2 separate regions of the Oryza sativa genome follow, and region 2 is linked to region 1. Evidence: chromatin contacts called from public HiCAR-type data. All regions are on one chromosome and are shown on one strand. The core of a region is the stretch at or near the end of the contact, and the rest is flanking DNA. Distances in the headings are between cores, read along the strand shown.

Evidence for each region. HiCAR-type assays count read pairs that join an accessible place to other places.
Region 2: a contact with region 1 is called in a HiCAR-type map of leaf, with 3 times the contacts expected there. The contact joins the promoter of LOC4338009 here to the promoter of LOC4337995 in region 1. A contact is called at or near these places in 1 of 15 Hi-C or Micro-C datasets (seedling) and 1 of 4 datasets of contacts at active chromatin or transcription factors (leaf).

Annotation. Positions count from the first base shown.
Region 1 is chr5:4,987,369-4,993,507 of ASM3414082v1, forward strand. LOC4337995 reads left to right here and starts at 3,229. Exons shown (of 12, transcript NM_001420231.1): 1 at 3,229-3,536; 2 at 3,707-3,787; 3 at 4,482-4,566; 4 at 4,980-5,047; 5 at 5,289-5,390; 6 at 5,685-5,774; 7 at 6,017-6,091. The coding sequence starts at 3,417. It overlaps LOC4337994 (FACT complex subunit SSRP1-B-like), which reads left to right. Exons shown (of 16, transcript NM_001420230.1): 8 at 1-25; 9 at 122-214; 10 at 769-966; 11 at 1,044-1,195; 12 at 1,295-1,445; 13 at 1,559-1,657; 14 at 1,747-1,920; 15 at 2,065-2,143; 16 at 2,243-2,696. The coding sequence ends at 2,364.
Region 2 is chr5:5,350,634-5,356,772 of ASM3414082v1, forward strand. It overlaps LOC4338009 (proteasome subunit beta type-7-A), which reads left to right and starts at 2,857. Exons shown (of 9, transcript NM_001424590.1): 1 at 2,857-3,087; 2 at 3,525-3,671; 3 at 4,159-4,300; 4 at 4,441-4,537; 5 at 4,648-4,717; 6 at 4,802-4,906; 7 at 5,049-5,147; 8 at 5,580-5,670; 9 at 5,756-6,002. The coding sequence starts at 3,531. The coding sequence ends at 5,829. It overlaps LOC9272441 (auxin-responsive protein IAA16-like), which reads left to right. Exons shown (of 6, transcript NM_001424869.1): 4 at 1-88; 5 at 172-235; 6 at 327-621. The coding sequence ends at 365.

The sequences.
Region 1 (6,139 bases), core at 1,979-4,478:
ATTATATCCTCACATTGTTATTCAGGTGTTGTATTAGAATTCAATTTGATACTAACTTGGTTACAGTTTACGGTAACCTTCCAATATGCATTTGGTAACCATTTTCTGTATTTATGAATAGTTTGAAACTGAAGCAGTCGTTCAAAGGGATCTGACATTAAGTGATGAGGTTTTGGCTGAAAAGTACAAGGATAGACTGGAGAACTCTTACCAGGTGATGTATTTTGTTTGCGTTCAATCAAGTCTGACATTCTTCATCTAAAAAGTGGATCCTAATTCCCGGCTCATGTAGTTTTGCATTTCTTTCTACATCTGAGCATCTGTAGAACAAAAAAAAAAGTAGTTTGGGGGTGTGAATCATTTTAAATAACTGCTTCCAGCAATGTTATTTGTTCTTGTTTGTTTTAGTTTCTTGTTTGTAGTCATATGCTCTGAGCTGTATTTATTGTGGTAATGTGCTGCTGGATGCTTGCAACTCCAGGAATCATCAGTGCACTGATTCCCAAACTTGTGATTCATCCGTTTATCACTGAATTGCTTGTTTTTTTTCTATCTACTCATGACTCCTGTTTGACTGAATTGCACAAGCTGCTATTGATGTGATGAACTGCTTCTGTGGCATTACTGCCATTGAGTCTATCATTATGTATTCCTTTGTGTTTGCAACTTTGCATGAGTTATAGGGTCCTATAGCTTTTGCTCATTTGCTATTTTTAACTCCTGATAGACTAATAACAAACTCACAGAAAGTATTTGATTTATCTATAGGGTCTGATACATGAAGTGTTCTCCAAGGTCCTTCGTGGCCTATCTGGTGCTAAAGTTACGAGGCCAAGCACGTTCCGCAGTTGTCAAGATGGATATGCAGTGAAATCATCACTCAAAGCTGAAGATGGATTGCTCTATCCGCTGGAGAAGGGCTTCTTCTTTCTACCAAAGCCCCCAACACTCATTCTGCATGAGGAGGTCTGTTTTCTACACTGCTGAGATGATTGATAATTCCATCCATTTGTCCTGTTTTAAGCTGTAGCTCTTTATGGCAGATTGAGTATGTTGAATTTGAGCGACATGGTGCTGGGGGTGCTAGTATCTCATCTCACTATTTTGATCTCCTGGTCAAGCTGAAAAATGATCAAGAACATCTATTCAGAAATATCCAAAGAAATGAATACCATAATCTCTTCAATTTCATCAGGTCTGTGCTTTATTTAGCTGATTCCACCATCATTGGTTTACTTGCCTTTTTGAATAGAAGTATGAAGCTGATAAGTGCCTTTTTGTAATCCCTTTCAAGTGGCAAGCATTTGAAAATCTTGAATCTTGGAGAAGCTCAAGGTAGAGCTGGTGGCGTTACAGCTGTTCTTCAGAGCACTGATGATGATGCTGTTGATCCTCATCTGGAGCGGATCAGAAATCAGACTGGCGATGATGAGAGTGATGAAGAGGTATTTCCTGCGTTTAATTGTTGATCCTACTTATCATGATTCCATGATCTGACTTATCAATCCTGTCATAGCTTGGAATTAATTTGTTTGTATCGGATAATCTTCAACTTCAGGATGAAGATTTTGTGGCGGACAAGGACGACAGTGGATCTCCTACTGATGATTCTGGAGAGGAGGGTTCTGACGCTAGTTTAAGTGGAGGAGAAAAGGAGGTAACTCATTTTACTCACGCAATATCCCTGATCAGTGTCTATAATGAATACATCATGCTAATCAACATTACTATTCCCCCCCTCCAAAGAAATCTTCCAAAAAGGAAGCTAGTAGCTCAAAGGCGCCTTTGAAGAAGAGGAAGCCAAAGGGTGGGGATGCGGCGGAAGGCTCGGAGAAAAGAAAGCCAAAGAAAAAGAAGGATCCTAATGCCCCTAAAAGAGCAATTGCACCATTCATGTACTTCTCAAAAGCTGAGCGAGCTGTAAGTTCCTTTCCACCCTGCACTACTGTACAGAAATTCCCTGACTAATCCTATGTGAAACATTGTGGGAGGATCTCTCTCTCTCTCTCTCTCTCACACACACAAGCAAAGAAGGGAGCTTACGATCGTTTTTCCCAAATGCAGAATCTGAAGAACAGCAATCCGGAGCTGGCTACCACAGAGATTGCGAAGAAGCTTGGGGAGAGGTGGCAAAAGATGACAGGTAACATTCTTTGATCTCTATGCTCGACAATGTCCATGCTGGTCGGTCAAGTCCTCCGAGACCTCCGTTTGAACCATGTCCGCTTCGTGTAACTTGCAGCCGAGGAGAAGCAGCCATACGTCGAGCAGTCTCAAGTTGACAAGAAGCGCTACGCGGAGGAGTCAGCCGCCTACCGCGGGGCGGCTGCCATGGATGTGGACTCCGGCCCTGCTTCGGACTGAAGAGAAGAGACCTGAATTGCATTCCAGATTACCCTTAGTCTAGGAGGGCGACAGACAGGATACGGCTAGTGGCATCTCTATTTCCATGTAAATAAAACTTATGAGTTATCTGGATGTAAATAAAACTATCGTAGGTATCTTTCGAGTCCCGTTCTATGAGTGTCTTATCGCTTTATCTTAGCTATATATATAGATAGCAGCTATAGTATAGTAGAGTTCTTCCCGCCATTTATGCTGGCCGGATAACTTACCTTCACCTATGTAGCAGCAATAAGCATGCTTATCTGCTTAGTTAAATTATAAATGCGTGTTCTAGCTGGAGAATCACCTCTGTTGTGTTGAGCTTGTGGAGTTGCCTGTGCATAACTTGTTCGGGATTAATTCACATATACTTGCTAGGTTTAAAATCATGGGTAAATACATTTATGAAAACAAGCGTATCAGTAGAAAATTTGAAGAGTTAACGAGACTTGTCCTTAGACAATGTGTACTTGGACTTCTGCCAAGGAGCATACTCTCACGGTTGTTTGCGGGAGTTTCCTGGAATCGAAAGTAATAAGCATATACTGTAAACATAGAGAGATTATGAATGCAAACACATTCAAGTGGATATCAGTGTATATTTTGGTACCGATGATTCTTTTTTTTGGGGACAGTGCCCCCCTCTATTGCCATCGGAGTGGGTAACGTTGTGGGCCGAGATCTCCCTCCATTCCCGGCCCATGAAAGGCCTTGTTAAACTAGACCGACCAACCCAACCCATTACTCCGCTTGGAATGGATTCGTGTTCGTTTTACCTCCGCAGATTGCGGCGACCGGCACAGCGACTCCATCCGACCACCCCTCCTGCCACTGACATGTGGGCCCAACTCAACCATTTCCGCCCCCTCTCTCTCCCTCCTTCCCCAAATCAGCTAGAGTGGTCGGCTCGACCCCTCCTCCACGCCTCCGCCTCCGCCTCCGCCTCCACGACGTAGCCCAGGGCGGCTAGGGTTTCGGTTTCCTCCGCCGCCGCCGCCACCTCCTCCTCCTCCTCGTGCGCGGCGGCGACCATGGCGATGGTGCAGGCCGGCATGGGCCTCACCCGCGTCGTTGTCCTCATCGGCGCCGGGATGGCCGGCTCCGTCGTCCTCCGCAACGGCCGCCTCTCCGAGATCCTCGGCGAGCTCCAGGTGCGTCGCGTCTCCACCGCCTTGGGGGGAAGAATCCCCCGCTCTTCCTCCTCACCTGAATCGGTGATCCTGGTCCTGGGAGAGGTGGCGGCGCGCCACCGGATTGGATTTTGATTTGGTTTGGTTCTGATGATGATCCGTGCCTTGCGGACCTCTCTCACTCGTTGCAGGAGATACTGGACAAGGGGGAGAAGGGGAAAGACGGAGAAGGGGGCGGGGGCGCCGACATGACGGACGCGCTCACTAGACAGGTGCGTCGGTGATCTCCCTGTCCCTAGATGTTTCAGCTAGTATATGCTCAGGGATGTGTCCGATTCAGCTGTTCGATTGATTATTGCGCCATTTTTCTTTGCCATTAGTTAGGTGCTCTGGCTTCCCCACCAGAGCCCCATGTCAATAGGAGAAGCATGGGATGCATTTTAATGCGATTATTGTATTTAAAAATGGATGTTATCTGTGCCTATCAGTATATGTATCTATAGCTGCAGTGATTGCTGAATTATTGTTTTATAGTGGCAATGATTCACATTGCATTGAGTCAGTTCTGCTTGTATTTTTTCTTATTTCTGGGAATTGCTAGCTTCAACAATGCATTAGTTGTTCTTCCATTATGTATAAGTTAATATTGTCATGTGATACATTAGGTTGTGGCCTTGGCATTTCTACGTTCACAATGAAGAGCTGTTGAGTATTTTTGGAAGTGTATAGTAGCTGTTGTAATATTAATTATTACTACAAGCCACAACACAAGTGTGTGCTCATAAGAAGCATTCTGCGTGTGTTTTAAACAGCTGTGGTATATGCAACAGTAAACATACTACTTCAATATTCCCATAATATTTTTTTCATTGTCATTTATGAGTAAAACAGTTTGCCTATCTTCATACACATATTTGATACTTTGTTTAATTTTGTCAAGCTAGACTTACACCTTGGTCCATTTAGGTGCGCAACTTGGCTATGGAGGTTAAACAACTTGCTTCTTCCCGTGGATCTATAACTGTTCTTAATGGAGGTTCTGGTCAAACAGGTCAGTCTAGCTTCTGCACAACCTACATAACTGTTACTTCCTCAGTCTAGACATATATGTGTGCCTTGATTCATTAACATCTATATGAATGTGGGCAATGCTAGAAAGTCTTATAACCTGAAACGGAGGTAGTAAATCACAAGCTCCACCCATTTTATTTGCCCTCTTTTTTTCTTTTCTTTCTTGTAGTGTTCTGACATGAGTATTACTTATCGCTTGGCTTCATTTTCTCTTGTTTTAAATTTGAAAGAATTCACGTAGTTAGGGAATGAGTGGACTGAACAATAATCATTACTCACTAATTCAGCCTACATATTTCTGTTGTAGCTTATTTCAGAAATTGGCTTAATTAACCAGTGACCTCTTTGATCAGACATTCATGATGTTAGTGTTCTTGATCTTCTTTTTTGCAGGGGTGTCAGGTTTGATAGTACCTGCAGCAACTGTTGGAGCACTCGGTTATGGTTACATGTGGTGGAAGGTATGCTGTACTTCTATCATAGCCTTTATGTTTGTGTTGTGATTGTAATAGAGTAACTGCCAAATTGTAAGATCAGCTTTAATTTTGGCTGCTATTTTTTTTATCAGAAACCAAACCTAGTTAACTGCTATTTCTTCAGCTGGTCTTGTTCTGTTGAATTGTTTTTTATGTCTTACATCGGCAGTAGAAACTCTTTGGAAGAACAATTCATTAATATGTTTTGATTGTATTTGTTATCCAGGGCATCTCCTTTGCGGACCTAATGTATGTGACTAAGCGTAACATGGCAAATGCTGTTTCCAGTATGACTAAGCATCTGGAGCAAGTGCAAACCTCTCTTGCTGTAAGTCTTACTGTTACAAGTTTCTTTCCTAGTTCATCACGAAGCATTGCTTTTTCACTTGTCTGTGAGAGTATGGAGTGTATACTAATAATCTATGCCAGGACGAGTTTAATGCATCCTAATTCATCTGCATCTAACGTCCACATTTTCATCTTAAAAACAATCCCTGTATACATTTTCATCATATAGAACATCACAGAATTCGGTTGTATGTCACTGTTGAGATGTTTGGTAGTTTGTTGTACAATTTCTGAGATCCTCAATTGTGAAACAATTTTCTTGATTGTCATGCAGGCTGCTAAAAGGCATTTGACTCAGCGTATTGAAAGGTTGGATGATAAATTGGATCAGCAAAAGGCGCTTTCTGGACAAATAAGAGATGATGTACTTTCTCCTTAACATTCATATCAATCCATGTTTGGCATTAACATGTCTTCATTTTCACGCGCATGGGTTGAATAATTAAGAAATGTCTAGTAGCATATGCCTATATGCAATTATTAGCCCAATTATATTTTAAGATGCACTTTTTATTTCTTTTTAGGGAAGTGAACTGTGAGAACTTACAGCTAAGTACATTCTTGTTGTATCATTTTCACTTTTCAAATATCTACTTTTTTATCCAGGTTACTGATGCACGACTGAAGCTTGAGAATATTGGTTCAGAAATTAAGAACATCAAACAATTGGTTTGGGGTCTGGTTAGTGTATTTCTTCCCAGCCATTCTTTATAATTGCCTTGTTCAGGT
Region 2 (6,139 bases), core at 1,607-4,106, 360 kb after region 1:
GGCTCCTCGACGGCGGCAGCGGCGAGTACACGCTCGTCTACGAGGACGACGAGGGCGACCAGATGCTCGTCGGCGACGTGCCATGGAAGTGAGTCCGACACACACACACACCATGAATGAATCTCTCGTCTTCTCCAAAGCTAATGGCGACGAATTCTTGATTGATTGCAGCATGTTCATCGCCGCGGCGAGGAGGCTGCGCGTGCTCAGGAGCTCCGACCTGAACGCCTCCACGGTCAGCGAAATTTCTGGTTTTCTGCTCCTTTTTCTTGAGAAATTTGATCGATTCTGACCCGTGATTTTTGTTCTTGATCTTGTTTTTGCAGATACGAGCAGGGAGCAGGAAGAGGGCAGCTGCCGAGTGATCTTGATCTTGTTTTTTTCATCGCCGGGAGCAGAGCAGGAAGCATATCTGCATAGTGATTATGATAGCTCTCTGTTTTGTTTTTAATCCTTTTCTCTTCGCGTTCTTGGAAGATTTTTGTGTACAAAAATGCGCAAGAAGCGTCTTTTTTTGGGGATCATGATGTTGTCGACTACGACTAGGACAAGATGTAATCGAGAATGGAAATTGTTAGTACTATTAATTAGGATCAAGTTCATCTGTTCTTGCAAGCTACTAATCCTGGACATGCTGAGTGATGTGTCTTTGTCAGTGTCGCCGGTTGATGTTTTATCTTGCGATTCTCGTGAAGCATCTGCACATCTTTCGCAATCGTCGATTCAGGTTTCGGAGAGCAAGAAACGCACGTTGATTTTGGGAGTGTTTGTAGTTATTCGTCCGAGCGGTCAGGCCTATGTGTGTTCATCTGAGTTTGGCTCGGTTCAGACTTCAGAGTAGATTCAGTATTCAGTTACACTTGGTTTAGAACGGAAATGGTTTCAAATCTTGGTTTTTTCCGCTAAACGGTAATATCTTTTACAAAAATTTTATATTAAAAAATTGCTTAAAAATCATATTAATCTATTTTTAGTTTTTTTAGCTAATACTTAATTAATCATGTACTAACCTACTATATTGTTTTTCGTGTGTAGGAATTAATTCCCAACACAGCCTAGGATTTCTTCTGAGCTTTTAGAAGATGGTGAAAAGAACAAAATGAATATTTTTCAGAAAAATGTTTTAACTGCTATCAGCTGAAAGCCTGAAACTCTCATGTTATCTCCCTCTGAAGTTATCTGTGGTATTGTTCGGTTGTTCGAGAAGATATCTTCAAAATTATACTCCTACTCACTATATTTTGTTGTCTAAATAGTCCTAGAGCAATTATAATATTCTGGTTTTATTTTTAACGATGATTGCTTATCTAGAGAAGAATAAATAGCCTTTTACGGTCCTTGTTAGTACTAGTATTAGGCTATTGGGACCACCTATACATTTGTCGACAAATTTTCTCCTAAAAATTTGATAAATGTAATTATAATACAATCGTAGTGTAATTACAATGTAACTTAAATGTAATTACAGTGTAACTTACATGTAACTACAGTGTAACTTGTATATAAGTTTCACGTAATTTTGAATCGTTAAATCTATTACAAGATTTGTTTTGGTGAGGAAGAAAAAAAAATCACAGCACACACATATGTGTAAGGATTTGTTCCCACAACCTCCATTTTACCCAAATAACATATTACAGAGATATTTTTGAGAGTTACATACAAGTTACACTATAGTTACATATAGTTACAGTGTAATTACATGAAAGTTACAGTGTAATTACATTACGATTGTACTGTAATTACATCTGTCAAATTTTTGGGAGAAAATTTGTCGACAAATATATAGCAAAATCGTTTTCGGTTTGCTGTAAAATTTACAAAAATAAAACAGTTTTTCTTAATGGGCCGAAAATACGTGGGCCAAAATAGGAAACGAAGCGGCCGAAAAAAAACTTGGGCTGTCGTACACCAGCAATAGCACGATGTCGAGGCACACGGTGGAGGGACAGCCGCCGATCGATAGGTTATTTAATTTAGAAGAAATGGGTTGTATCCATTGGTTAAAATTCTGCAAAATTTAAAGCTTTAAATCTGTAAGAAAAATAAATAAATAGATAGTCCCTTTAAAGCTTATTACGTACCCATCAAAATGTACGCTACTTGATCGTGTGTAGTGTAGGCGTAGGAAAAAGAAAAAAACCCATCAAAATAAAAAAAAAACTCCCTACTACAAGTTACTTTGGCTTCTTTTTGTCAAATATTTTAAGTTTGACTAAGTTTATAGCAAAATATAGTAATATTTTTAACACAAAATAAACATATTATTAAAATATATTTGATGTTAGATTTAATAACACTATGTTGATGTGGTGCATGTTGCTAGATTTTTCTATAAATCTGATCAAACTTGAAATGATTTGACTAGAAAAAAAGTCAAAATTACTTAGGGCCAGTTTAGATTCCACCCAAAAATTTTACACCTTGTCACATCGAACATTTAAACACCTGCATTAACTATCAAATATAGGCTAAAAAATAACTAATTGCACATATTGCAACTACTTTGCGAGACGAATCTTTTAAGCCTAATTGTTCCATGATTTGATAATGTGGTGCTACAGTTAAAAAAAATATGTTAATGACAGATTAATTAGGCTTAATAAATTCGTCTTGCGGTTTACCGACGGATACTGTAATTAGTATTTTTATTAGTGCCCGAACACCCTATGCGACACCCTATATAATACCCGATGTGATACGCCGAAACTTTACACCCTGAATCTAAACACCTTATGAGATGTGACTGAGAGAGTAATTATAAATAATTAAAAAAATGCCCAGCACGAATATTGCAGCAGCCGTCCCTGTCCTTTTTTCCTTTCTTCTCCCCCAATCCAACTCCTACTTCGTTGCGTTCGTTCTAAACCCGAGCCCGATTTCAGTGTGTTTTGAGACTTGGGCCCTTATACAAAGGCCCGTAGTACACTAGGCCTCCGACTCTCGCCTTCCCCTTCCTTGTTGCCCCCTTACCCAAGTTGATCCGTCGCCGAGTTCGCCTGAGCCCCAATCTCCGATCCCCCACCATCGCCGGCGCCGCCGCCGCTCCACCCTGCCGCTTTTCCTCCCGCCGCCGCATCCTCGCCGGTGAGAGCATCCTCCCGCTCGTTACATCTTCCTCACACCTTTTATTTTTTTTATTTTTCTCTCTCGACGAATTTGCGAACCTAGACTGGTAGTTCAACCCTAGCTTCTCCTCCCTAGATCTGGAAGCTACTTTTACCTTTGCCCTTTTTTGTTGTTGATCTTGGTAGTAATGGTGGTGACAGGTAGTTTGTCCCCCGGAGAAAATCTCCCCACTGATTCTTCGTTGGGATTTTAGGGTTTTGTGGCGGCGATTTCCTGTGGTTCTCGATTTGTTTCTGCTCGCTGTTTCGCGAGATTAGGGAGATTGGGAGGTATAGTGTGTGTCGTGTGTGTGTGTGTGGGGAGGGGTTGTGGCGGCGGTGGATTGGTTGCGAGGGGGAAGTGATTCATGTGCGCGAGATGTTGATTTGATTTTTTTTTTGTTTCGTCGGTGACAGCGCGGGATGGCCGGAGCGACGGATCTCCCCCCGAAGGGCGGGTTCAGCTACGACAATTGCGCGAGGAACGCCATGCTTGTGGAGAAGGGCTTGAAGATGCCTGGGTTCCTCAAGACCGGGACTACCATCGTCGGTTTGGTCTTTCAGGTACTCTTTTGTTCTGCTAACTGGTACTCTTAGTTTTTTTTTCTTTTTTCTTTTGCGTGTGCTGGTTAATTTGTGTGCAATCAAGGGAATCATAAAACTTTATGGACATAAGGATAATGGATATAACTGAATTGTGCTGTAACATTAGTTTTCTCAGCTTTTTTTCCCCTCAACTATAGTTTTTAGTATGTGCGCACCGCACGAATTTATGCTTCTGTTTATGTAAAATTTTTTGAACCTGAAAGAATAATGGATTACCAGAGGAGATTTCTAGTGGCAACATTGGCTATTGCAGTTGCTTTCAGCAGGGAAGTAGATGGTGCTTGTTTTAACCTCCTATTGTATTTTTGCTCCTAGTCTCCTAGTTGTTAATACTTTGATGGATGATTTTGTTTTCCATGCTTCGTTCCATCTAATTGGCATCCTTTTCTGCTCATCATGAATAATTTGCTGAGTTAACTTTGGTGTAACTATGCTTTCTACTTAGGATGGTGTTGTTCTTGGGGCAGACACGAGGGCCACCGAGGGTCCTATAGTTGCTGATAAGAACTGCGAGAAAATTCATTATATGGCGCCAAACATATATTGCTGTGGAGCAGGAACTGCCGCTGACACTGAGGCTGTAACAGGTATTAATTATGGTATCCTGGTAGCATGAAGAGAAAAAAATAGTTGTGGACTGTATACTCCAACCCAGTTGTTTCATTAGTTTGCTTCTCTGTCTTATAAAAAAAATTGAAAAATACAACTTGTTTTGTTTCAACTCTAGATATGGTCAGTTCCCAGCTTCAACTTCACCGTTATGCAACTGGTCGTGAGTCCAGAGTTGTAACCTCTCTTACATTACTGAAGTCGCACCTTTTTAGGTGATTGCTCTCTGCCTCCCTCTCTCTCAAACATTGCAAATGTTTATGCGTCATCAGCTAGACTATCATACATTGCAAACGTTTTACCTTCTTTCTTCCTTATGTTTTAGCTACCAAGGTCATGTCAGTGCTGCCCTTGTTCTTGGTGGAGTAGATGTTACTGGGCCACACCTGCACACTGTGAGTAACTGAGTATGGTTGTCTGTTAAAAATATCTGTTAAGAGAAATTTTGGGTAGTTTTGTTAATCTTTTGAATCATATAGGTTTATCCACATGGCTCCACGGACACTCTTCCTTTTGCCACAATGGGTTCTGGATCCCTTGCGGCAATGTCAGTGTTTGAATCGAAGTACAAAGAAGGCCTCACAGTAAGTGAACCAGTGTAATTTTGTTCTTTGTTCAGGCTAGCATTTGCTGATTGCTCTATACCTTTTTTTATTTACATATATTGATACTGCATATCTTTTCATTATGTTTTATATCATTCTAATTATTTCTTAAATTCTCTAGAGGGAGGAGGGAATACAACTTGTTGCTGAGGCAATTCGTGGTGGTATCTTCAATGACTTGGGCAGTGGCAGCAATGTGGATGTTTGCGTAATCACCAAGGTACATAAATTATTATTATTATTATTGCATGGCATTAACAGGCAAACTATGGTTGTGGCAATTTATTTGTCCGTGTATGCTATCTTTCTCACACATGGTTGCAGTTCTTGATATAATTTCCTGTGAACTGAAATTCCCATTCAGTTATCTATGTCCATTTCGTTCTATTCAGTTGCTCTAGTCAATAATCTATGACACTCGTTTCCTTCGGTTTGGTTGCTCTATGCAATAATTTACGGAAAGTGCAATAGTCTTAGATAAATAGATACCTGCAGTGCCAAAAATAAATCCAAATATTTCTATGCTATAATCTTCCCGTCAGGGGTAGAATATTTGATTGAACCAACTTTAAAATGCTCTTGTTGCTTGAAAAGTGGACGCGTGTTTCTATCTTCTGTTTTGCTAACAAAGTCCTCCTGTTAACATTACCAGGGGAAGACAGAGTACTTGAGAAACCACCAGTTACCAAATCCAAGGACTTACGTTAGTTCGAAGGGGTACAACTTCACCAAGGGGCAGACTGGTCAGTGTCTTATTAATGTTACATCATATTGATAGAAATGCTTCAGCAATATGAACTCATTCGTGTTTCTTCTCTCGTCTCGCAGTGGTGTTGTCCACAAAGATAACACAACTGAAGCCGAAGGTAGAGGTGACAGAGGGTGATGCAATGGAGGAGTGATTTTGTGTGCTTACATTCAGACAAGCAGTCACGTTGAGAACATATGCTTTCATTTCAGTGGAAATGCTTGAACAAAAAAAGATGACTCTTGTTGTACTTCCTTGGGCTTAATGCACATCTTTAAGTTGATTTTCGACACATTTATGGAGGACCGATCTTATATATTTGCTAAACGGTGGTGCTTCTATTCATGATGTTGCTTCGTGTATTCAAAGGTTCATTTAGCGCGAACTGAATGACTACCAATCTTCCTCGAGTCCGATCGCTGAGATTATATTCCTAGCAGACTTAAGTTTGTAGCTGGAGTCTC